3 separate regions of the Zea mays genome follow, and regions 2 and 3 are each linked to region 1. A link is a contact called in public Hi-C data. All regions are on one chromosome and are shown on one strand. The core of a region is the stretch at or near the end of the contact, and the rest is flanking DNA. Distances in the headings are between cores, read along the strand shown. Region 1 holds the start of LOC100193627 (Pumilio homolog 12). Region 2 holds the start of LOC100383306 (ubiquitin carboxyl-terminal hydrolase 12). Region 3 holds the start of LOC100280486.

What was found. Hi-C and Micro-C count contacts between places; a contact is called where the count stands out from the background.
Region 2: a Hi-C map of ear shows a contact between it and region 1, with 3 times the contacts expected there. The contact joins the promoter of LOC100383306 here to the promoter of LOC100193627 in region 1. A contact is called at or near these places in 4 of 25 Hi-C or Micro-C datasets (ear, leaf, tassel and 1 more).
Region 3: a contact with region 1 is called in a Hi-C map of endosperm, with 3 times the contacts expected there. The contact joins the promoter of LOC100280486 here to the promoter of LOC100193627 in region 1. A contact is called at or near these places in 4 of 25 Hi-C or Micro-C datasets (ear, endosperm, leaf and 1 more).

The regions. Positions count from the first base shown.
Region 1 is chr10:13,295,960-13,299,627 of Zm-B73-REFERENCE-NAM-5.0, forward strand. It overlaps LOC100193627 (Pumilio homolog 12), which reads left to right and starts at 1,833. Exons shown (of 6, transcript NM_001309886.1): 1 at 1,833-2,071; 2 at 2,641-3,668. The coding sequence starts at 2,751.
Region 2 is chr10:13,131,098-13,134,765 of Zm-B73-REFERENCE-NAM-5.0, forward strand. LOC100383306 (ubiquitin carboxyl-terminal hydrolase 12) reads right to left here and starts at 2,052. Exons shown (of 31, transcript XM_020545177.2): 1 at 1,803-2,052; 2 at 1,572-1,653; 3 at 1,306-1,456; 4 at 1,054-1,211. The coding sequence starts at 1,832. It also overlaps the pseudogene LOC118473509.
Region 3 is chr10:13,436,690-13,440,357 of Zm-B73-REFERENCE-NAM-5.0, forward strand. LOC100280486 reads left to right here and starts at 1,684. Exons shown (of 2, transcript NM_001153406.1): 1 at 1,684-2,036; 2 at 2,929-3,365. The coding sequence starts at 1,944. The coding sequence ends at 3,156.

The DNA.
Region 1 (3,668 bases), core at 583-3,082:
TAGGTTTTACACCTTGCATGCAGCTTGCACCCAGCTGCAACTTGCAATTTTTTCTACATTCACAATAACTTCTCTCCTACGTGTAAACTAAACAGATCATGATATTAAAGTGTTTAAAACCCCACACAAGATTATATGGCACTTTAGGTTAATATTCTTTTCTCGAGCACCAATCACATGCATATGCATCTGCTACCAAGCTCAAAACACGCGAGATTAATTAATATGTCAATTTGTTTTTTTATCACGTAATAATACATCCTGAAATTCGCAGAATACTTTATATTTTAGGATGGAGATGGAGTAAATAACAAGTGTCTTTAAACAATACGTACAGAGGGCCATATGTTAATTTCTTTATGCAAGCCGGTTTAAGGCATGTTCGTTTTTTCAGGATTGAAATAGGATTCGTTCCAACTCATCAAAATTTATATAAATTAGAGAAGTAATCCGGCTAGGAACCATTCCAGAGCTCCAATCCGTGCAAACCGAACCGGACCTTAGTCGGGGGTTTATTTGTATTTAAAGTAATGACATACCAGTATATTTAAGGGATATTTGAATGCACTAGAGCTAATACATAGTTGGCTACAAAATTGCTAGTAGAATTAGCTAACTAATAAGTAATTTGCTAATTTACTAATAATAGCTAATAGTTGAACTATTAGTTATGGTGTTTGGATGTCTCCAACTAATTTTAGCTACTACCTATTAGCTTTAGTGCATTCAAACACCCCCTTAATGATTTTGCATGTTAAGAGAGATAGATAGTTTCTAGATGAAACGTTGTCACAGTTAACAACACGCGCGTGGGATGGATAACGAGCTAACCCTACTTAAGGTCTGTTCGGTTTCACTCCAATCTCTATGTGGATTTGAGGTGATTTGATAGGTTTAAATCCATAGCAAGTCAACATATCTACTAACTTTTTTAATCTCATCCAATTTATAGGAATAACCGAACAAGGTCTTACTTTTGTCATGTTTTTTTTTATTAAAAATGATATACTACTATTTATCATGGTCTCTTAAGTTATTTGAGACCCAACTTCAAATAGAGCTTGATGAGCCGAGCTAGAGTCAAAAGACACTCAAAATCAATCTATTTTTATTTGAAAAGACTCAACCAGAGCATTTTGATACAAGCAGCCACCGCGGGCACCGGGGAACAGCAGAACACAAAAAGACATAACAATACCGATAACAATACAGTAAAAATCCATCACTAAAATTGTAGCATGAGAGAAAGCAAACATAAAATCATGTTGTAAGATGAAATGCCTTGGCATGTTGTGTAGTGTTTAGCAAGAGAGAAATCTACGAGAAAAAAGTGACTTGGTCCATGCATCACGATGCACTAAAAACAAGTAGAGAAGTGACTATAATACCCTCACCATGGATGACATCCTCGAATCTGTTGTAAACGTGAGTACTGTGATACGGTCACGTAGAATGCGCATCTTAAGGCCAAAGCAATAGGCATATAGGGAAGCCAAAAAAAGTGACTGCAGAATTATCTTTGGTATAATAATATAATTTCTTTCAAAAAAATGGTAGAGAGCAAAAATAGCACTATTCGATTTGTATTGATAATCTCGTATTATTCTCGTTTGAAGAACTTGCGGTTGGGGCTGCATGCAGTCCGTGCATGCTTGCATGGCAGCAGGCTAGTAGCATCATGTCATGTGTCACCCCCCCTCCACGAACTTTTCTGACTGCATGTTGCCCCCAGATGAGATCCCAGCTGCGGAGAGAGCGAGGGGCAGAAGCGTCCACCCGTTCATCACGGAGCCACGAAACAGAACAGGGGGAAGGAAACCAAAGCCCTCCCCGGAAACAAATGCCCCGTCTTCCTCTGCTCTCTCTCCCCTCTCCCTCTCCCTCTCTCCTCCTTTCGTCTCCTTCTCGCGTAAGCCTTGCCTTGCCCTGCCCTCAAAATCCCTCACAAAATCATCACCTCCACCCGCCGCCTCTCCCCCAATTCTCCCCGGCGGCGCGCCCTCCCCGAGGCAACTCGACCGTGCGGCGGCGGCGCTCCGGCTAATGCGCGTGCTCCCCTCAGCCTTTCCTGGTAATCATCTACTACTAACCTCTCTCCCTGTGACGTCTCTTGCCTGGGTCGATCGGGGCCACGTGTGTCTCCGGATCGGTTTGATCGCGCGGTTGTGACCAAGATCGGGTTTTTCGCGGCGGGGCCTTAGGTTCCTGGCGACGCGTTCTCGTGATCGGGGGGGTTTTATCGGGTTTTTTCGCGATCTTGGCGTGTGCGGGTGGGTTTCGTGGGCATCGGATTGCCGTCAGTTTCACCGACCATTTTTTTTGGGGTCATCTTTGCGCGAGCGCAATACGATCAAGGATTCAGTAGCGAAATCTTCTACTCTTGGTTGTTCTGTTCACCGAGAATACTCACGGTTTTCTCTGTGTTCATGGATTCTTTGGGATTCATAGCGCTGGTGTGATCATAGGTACTTTGTCCTCCTTGCCATCTGGACACCAAAATTCTATGGCCATGTGACAATTCCCCGTTTTCGCCAGACACCCTGCTGTCTCCTGCTCTTGTCTTCGTGCCGGATTTCGTACCAACGCTTTCTTTTTTATTTGGTAACGATTTTTTTTGTCATTGTTCCTGTGATCATTTAGGTGATTTTGTGTTATCCGTGCGTCACACGTAACTCTGGGTGCCGTAGTGTTGGTGAAACTACCTGCATTGTGTGATCGAGTTTGGCTTCGTGGACTCTTCTGGTACTGATATGGACGAAGCCCCGGGTAATCAGGACAATCTGCCATTCCTTGGCAACTTCACTGGAGCCATGTTTTATGGGGAACAATCTGCAGGGTGTTCTTCTCTCGAGGCAGGGTGGGTTCCTATGAGTGAAAGGATCCCTGCTCAGCATGATATAGCAATGGCGCGAGGTAACTGGAATGGTCTGGGCATAATGGACAATGCCAATTTGTTTGATGAGCAGGCATTGGTATCTGCATTTGGTAACATGGGATTGAGCCTCACTGGTAATGCTGCTGCTGATTCTTCTGCTCACTCTGGCACTGTTGGATCCAGGGATGGACTCCTTTTTGCAGACTCTTTGTTTACATCGGCTGATTACCCAACAAATCTGCCACATCAGCCAGCGTTTGGTCAAGATGAGTTTGTGCCTTCATATTATACGGTCCACAATGCTGGACACATGAAAACAAAGTTTGGTGCACAAAATCCTCCAATGTACACAGGGATGCATGGCACAGATAATGCGTTTGTGACTAGAACCAATTTACCGCAAGCTTTGTCTTTCCAGCAACATCATATTATTGATACGCAGCCACAGACATATGCACCTTGTTATCAGCAGATGGACTATAAATTTAAGCGGCATGATATCGATGCCGAGACGAATTTTTTCATGCAGCCACAGTATCCTTATCAGCAATATCCACAGGCTGCTGATGTTCATTGGATCAATAGCAATCAGTATGGTGTTATCAACTCATCAGACAAGTATGCAGCTGCGCCTCACCGTGGAGTGCCTACTGTTCGTCATCTGGGACATGGCAGTCCTGATATCTACAGGAATGGTGCTGTAATTCCTAATGGAAGTAACCGACGGGGTTTGACACATGTGAATAACTGTCCTTTTATAAGTTATCCTGACTGCTTATGTGAAACCTGTGAA
Region 2 (3,668 bases), core at 802-3,301, 160 kb before region 1:
TGAAAAAAAGGTTGGCAATCAAACCCTTGTCGGAAAATAATTATAGTATTTATACATCACTTGCTAGATTATTAGCAACTGAACCGGAGGTTGGAGCTTCAAGCAACTGTCTCAGTAACTGAGCAGCAAAGTTCAAAGTAAGAAACAAACTTTTAGGAGTTTTTGGGAAATCTAAATAAACACAACTGCAATCCACAGTTTTGAAAAATGATTGTTCATGAGGCAGCAATGTGGGTCCGGTATTCCCTATCCATACATCTTTGCAAGTTTCAAATTGCATTATATATATATATATATATATATATATATATATATATATATATATATATATATATATATATATATATATATATATATATATATATATATATATATATATATATATATATATATATATATATATATATATACCATGCACTATAACAAATGGCACTATAACAATAATCAACTCTGTATGTGATTGATGATCTACATACATCCTAACAAAAGGCACATTCAAAAATATTAATGCAGCTATTTGCAAAGAAATCTTTTTTTCAAAGATAACAAATGCAGTAAAGATGACAAGCACACATGAGAGTTGAGACGCTAGTTTGAGTTGTCACTTTGCCAAAAATGTTAAGAAAAAGACACGCAGCTGAGGAACATCCTACAGAAATCAAGTAAATATGAAAAAAACTAGAAGTGAATTAATCCCCTTAAAAATTAAAGTAACTTAAAATAAACATTATATTGAACTTAAAAACTTTATGTACCACGCATGTGCTTCATACACATATCCTGATTCAGAATAACATAGGGAAAGAGATTCACCCTTGTCTATGATTTTGTATATTAGTTGTAATTATGGGCAAATAGAATGTGCACCTCATTCCAGATATAACATCATGCTATCATGATAAAAGTTTGACAAGTGTCAATGATCAAATAGCTGCAATGGACTCATCATGTTCCAGCTCAGTTGAAGACTTGTAAATTATAGCCCTTAAAACTTCCATGATGGAATGGCATTCACAAGACAAGCATAAGACCATTAAATGAAGAAAGAGATACCTTTCCGAATTGTATACTTTGGGTGGACCTGATTCACAACAGCCAAGCTGAACTGAGCATACCGGCTCCACCCATATGGGAGGCTCCCAGAATCCGCAACATCCAAATACAACGATAAGTGATCCACATTGTTCCCCTTGGGGAAAATTAGCACACGCCTGCAAGCAAAAAGTAGCACGTCCATTAAAACTCTCCAGACATCTACCCATGCTTCCAGTAGCGGTCACAGTGGCAAGGGATCCAAAAGGTCACCATTTGTATCCTCCAACGACGAACGCATCAGAGTAGTGCTTCTTAGTGTTAAGACGACTGAAGCTTTCAATTGTCCAGGTGAAGCGCGACGTCTGCGGGTCCTCGGGTGGCTGGGTCTCCGCTGTGTTGGCGGGTTCTGTCTGCGCAACAACTAGCAGCAGCAACCACGACAGCAACCACCACGTGTGAGATGACATCAACGAGAACTGAAACACATAAACACACCAACACAAGCACAGAGGGCGAGAGAAGGCTCAAGTCCTCACCTTCCATCGGCTGTGGGGCAGGTTCTGGGCCAGCGACAGGGAGCTCCTGGTGCGGCACCAGCATCTCGTCCCCCTGCTGCTGCTGCGAGGAGGGAAGAGCGCGGGCTGAGGAGTCAGATCCAGCTCGGCGCGTAAACCTTGGCGCGCACCCGAGCACCCTCATCGGCGCGGCGGCGAGGGGGGCTGGCCGCGGAGATCGGGGCGAGCTAGCTTTTGTATGAGAGCACGTACCTCGAGAGGGGGCGGCGTCATCATAGTCATGGGGTCCTCGTCGCCCGCACTGCGGTGGGTGTGAGAGAGGCGGCCGCCAAGCAGCGGCGGCGGCGGACGGCGGCGGGAACAGGAGGAAGAACGGCCGAGGTCGAGGGCGGATGCGAGCCCGAGGCCGAGGCAGACGAGGGGAAGTTGCTGATATGGTGAAGCGGAGCACGGGTCGGTCGCGTGCTGTCGGGAACGATTTGGAGTTTTTTTTTCTATTATGACACTCGTTTTAACAGGCTTCTCTGTTATGATTCTCAACTCTATCTTCTCCCTAATCAGTGGCGGAGGACGGATAAATTTTTTTTGGTATTGCTCTACTTCGTATAATATTTAGCACACAAACCAATTAAATTGCAAAATAAAAATGCACAAACATATATAAAAGTAGAACATTGTCTAAAATTAGAATAAATTGTTAAGAAACATGTGCGCAGTAAAAAAATAGATAATACAATATTATACTTATAATTTTCCTAGATAAGTCTTGGAGATCTAGACAATTGCATTTGTCTATCATTATACTTAAATGACTTCTTAATACTTAAAGTGCAAGTGCGAGTTGTGAATTATATGATTTGTGATTATTATCGTCTTTCTCAATTAGGTATGGCTTAAGCTATACTTAGCCACAATGGGCCCTCCGCCTCTGTCCCTAATTTTTACTACTCTATAAGATCTTAGTGTAGACCGCGTGCACCATGGTTCTGCCTCTCCCATCCATACAGTCTCCGATGAGTGGCCGCATGTTGGCAGTCCGTGCCCCCTCCCAGTTTCCTTCGCCTCCTCTCCCACTATTCATTTACAGCAGGTTCTCCCTCCTCCCCATTTCCTCCGCCTCCTCTCCCGCTCACAAGCCAACGGCCGAATCGGCCGTCGCTCCCCTCACCATGGAGGACGACGATACCGACCTCGGCGACGGGGGCAATGCCTCCACTCTACATGGAGGAGGGTCGCAGTGGAAACCCACGGCACCGACGCCGAGGCGAGCGCAAGCCAGGGCCAGGCACCGATGGGACGGCGCATGCCACTGCCAGACGGCATCTCCCCCCCTCCCCGTCAGCGGCGGCGGTGATGCGTAGGCGCCCATGCCGCTCCTGCCGTCGCTCAAGCTGGACCTGTTCCACCGCGTGGCGGCCGCGGGAACGGGCACGGGCGCCGCCGTCGTACGCTTCCCTTTTGGCAGCATCCCCGTTACGCACCTGTACTATTTTTTCGGGCAGACCGCAGCCACCGCGGAAGCAGGGTGTCGTGTGCTCAAGCTGGCGTCGACGGTCACCGTGGCGTAGAGCGACTCGGACTGTTCGTCGGTAGTGGATCTGTCGCCGTCGCCATCGGTCGCTGTGTCGGCGAGGAAGCCCACCGTGTTCGATCTCGACCTGAACTGCTCATCGCCAACGGAGGCGGGAGCATAGTCGCCGGAGCTTTTAATGACTGTCTGTCTGTTAGTTTCTTTCTTCGCCTTTTTCCCGGTAGAGGAAAATTTGGTACTACGCTGAGAGACGCTCTTGTCCGACAGAGGACGACAGATATTTTTGTAAATAGTTTTTGCGCTGGGGACCTTGCTTTAGCTGATGATGAAAGTTGTATTGTCACCCAAGACAGGTCGTGCCCCTCCCCGCGGTCGCCTACAACGCCTTTGCAGCTATGATAATTCAGAGTAAAGATTTATGTTGATTCTCTGCAGAATTATTTTTTAAAGGGAAACATATCTCAATTTTCTGGGTTTGTTGGGACAGACAATCAAGTAAGTTTTTTCATGACAGAACCATATTATGTAAAATATCTATTCTCCCCGTGTATAAACTTTGTGCTAAATTCCACTGTTTTATGTAATGT
Region 3 (3,668 bases), core at 434-2,933, 140 kb after region 1:
CTAGGTGCTCTCACTAGTGCACTTCATGCCATTTACATGACAAAGATCTCATCCACATCATCCTAGACATCACTAGTGCACTTCTACTTCTTCCTACCAGTACTCACCCTCCTAGACGCCGTTGTAGCATCACCAGGGGCTGCGGCACCTTGACCGTCCTCACCGTTGACGACATTGATGTCAATTCGAGCCTGATTAGTGTTGCTGAATAGGTCATCCCGCCTAGCTTGCAAGTCATCCTCGTCATCCTATGTCTGTCCCCATCATCTTGAACTCATAGTTCATGGAGGTTAGGTCATGCCGACCCTCCATCGACAACACATCAGTTCCTCGCTATCTGCAAGTGAGAGGAAACAAGAGACAATTAGTTAGGGTTAGGGTTTGGTGAGGAGTCGAGAAGCGAGAGCGTAGCTAGACAGGAGCAATGAAACCACCTATGGCGAACAAGATGACCATGATAAAAAGTGATAACAAGGTAGTGAGAATGAGCCAATGAGGCAGCTAGAGAGAGAGGCGGGGAGTAGAGGTCAGAGGTAGAGTGGAAGGTAGGAGTGGGAGGGTAGATAAGACAAACAAAATAGATGGCCTAACAGGAAGCACATCATGGCATGAACACCATTGACATAGATCCAGTCCACCGTCACCGAAGAAGAGGAAGGCCACCGACACCAGATCTTGATCTACATGTGACAGAGAAGAGGAGAGTGGCTAGAGAAGAGAAGATGTCTTCGGAGGCAATGAGGAGGAGGGAGCAAGGGACAACGTTGTTGGCTCGTGCGTCGAAGGGATAAGAGGAGGGGGTTAGAGTTTGCTAGGAGAAGGAGGGCGACCGAACGAGGGAGTGCCAGGGCAGATTTTATGCAATGGCGGGGAGGCAGGCATCGTCGCCGCGTCGAAGGCGTTAAGGAGGGAGTGAGGGAGCTCGCCGCCTTAGAGGGGGAGAGGAGGGGTAAGGGATTGTTAGAAGCAGAAGGGCGAAGGGTAGCGTGGGACCGCCACGAGGGGCAGGTTTCATACGACAGTGGGGTGTGGACTTCACAGACCGACCAATTTAGTTGTATTGTACGATCAACATATCGTGTTTACTGTATAACCCAAACACAACACGTAAATCGATCGAGTCAGCACAAACCTATTTTCTAACATAATGTGTCATGTTGCGGCCCGTCAATCCTTATCGGTTCCAGACCACTTGGTTGGCACGGTCCATCTAGACATCTATATTTCCCTACAACACAAGTTAATGTGCCATCTATAAACAGGCACGCAAGCGATGATTAAAAGCAATAATCCAATGTGGCATGTAGTTAGTGAAGAAAGAGGTTGTAGCCGTGTCGTGGCTCGTGGTCCGATGCTAAGAAGACCGTGAAACAACCGGTGTACGACGACGGCAACAAAGGATGCCTATCGTGTACTTGTGCAGCAGCAGCTCCATAAAAACTACAATAAAGACTATTATATGAATTAAAAACTATATAGACATCGTAAATAGATAACTTATTATATAATTTGTCTTTTTGTGTTGTCTGTATTACTGTATGTGTTTTTAATATATGTATGTGGGCTGTACATGCCCTAATCCACCATCTCACTCCTGATTCCGACGCCAACCCCCTGCCCTGCCGCCGTCTCTCTCTAACCCGCTTCTCCACCTCCCTCACATCGGCTACTCTCCGCGCGCCTACCGTTCCGCGCCGCATCGGTGAGTACCTCCGTCGCGCTTACAGGCTAATCTCACCCTCACGTCCTCCGCTCCTCCCTTTCCCGTGCTCGGATTTGGGGGTCCAGCGGTTCCTTGTCCACCATGTTTCTCCCATCATCGATGCGGTTTTCGGTTCTGGAAAAAAAATGTAATTGAATTGAAAGAACTGGTGTTCCGACCCTTGGATTGCAGGATTGGGTGGTCGGGGCCTAGTCGAGGTTTCGCGGGACAGCGTCGGTCCATGGCGGAGCTTGTGGGACCGCGCGTCTACAGTTGCTGCACTTGCCGGAACCACGTTTGCCTTCACGACGACGTCATCTCCAAGGCCTTTCAGGTCCGAACTCCCCGCAATTACCTCTCCTTCACTACCGGGCGAGTTGTTTCTTAGGAGGTTCTGCAATTACCAGGACACCTCTGTTCTCTACGAAACCGAGAGTCCTTCCGTAGGTCATACACTCAAAAGAATACTTATATCTGTCTTTTTTATTTGTATTAGCTAGGTCTAGTAAATCAAACACCGCATTGCTAGCTAACCTTTAGCTGGCCAATACATTTGGTTCTTTTAGTCACTAGACTAAAGTTTAGTCACTAAAGCACACCGTTTGGTTCTAGTGACTAAATCAGACTAAAGAGCATTAATTGTTGTGAATAATGACTGTATTATCCCTATTAATTAGTGGATGTTTGCTGCAAGAAGAAAGTGTAGAAGATAAATAAGGTAACAATCCTACTTTAGTTCCATTTAGTCACTCCTTGGTGACTAAAGAACTAAAGTTTAGTCACCTCACTTTAGTCACCATGTTTGCTTATTTAGAGACTAAAAGTGATTAAACTTTAGTCACTAAACTTTAGTCACCCCAAACCAAACAGGGCCTTAGCTAAACTTGAGTTGGGTGGAACCAAACAGAGCCTATCCATTAATAGATATTTAAAAAAACTAAACTTTGCATCACCTATCCATTCATATTTTTATTTATAATTTTCCGGGCACATTTGGATATCCTTTTTTCCCAAATGGGAGCTTGGGAATCTGGGAAGAATGGAATACTGGATACCTTCTCGTTGACTTGGTGCTGAACGCACAACCAAAAACCAGGATCCCAAGTATTGTGTCTGAAACAATTTGTAAGCTCTGTGTCATTAGGGACTGGAAAATTCTTTGTAACTAGCTGAGTCTTCTGCTGGCGCCTGGATGATGATGCCTTCTTCCTTTTTTTCTGTTTTAGGGGAGGAATGGCCGTGCGTTTCTGTTCTCTCATGCCATGAACGTAGTTGTGGGGGCGAAGGAGGATAGACACCTCATGACAGGGCTACACACAGTTGCTGATATCTACTGTAATGACTGCCGTGAGGTGTTGGGCTGGAAGTATGTGAGAGCATATGAAGAGACGCAGAAATACAAGGAAGGAAAATTCATATTCGAGAAGTCAAAGATTGTGAAGGAAAACTGGTAGTGCCCCCAAGTTGCCAATCACCAAATGTTCTGGTGAAGATGAAATGGCCATTTAGTGTGCTTTTGGATGTTTGTGTCCTTGTAAATAGCTTTTCCTCCGTGGATTGCAGTGCTAAGGTGCCCCATGTTCACGCCTCAGTGACAATTGTAAAGCACACACTTGTTCATGTTCATTTGTGTGAATAAGGTACTTCATTTGGTTATTTGGTATGGAATGGCCTCTAATGTGCATAACATGGTGGGCCCTCAAAATTTGTTCCATCCTCATTCTGGGTAAGAATGTAGTGCGGGATTTGTCGTTGGGGGTGGGTCTTATCAGGTTGCTGAAAAACCAACGCCTGATTCTATGTTTGGTTCTGTAGGAAGAACATGAGAAGATACTTGTGGTTCCTTGACAAGGGAATAGCTTAGTTGACATGACACTGATTTAACATTGGTAAACGAAACATTATAGATGAAATCCTCTGTGGTATTATCGTTTCCTAAACGCTGTACATGTATTTCTCTGTCTGT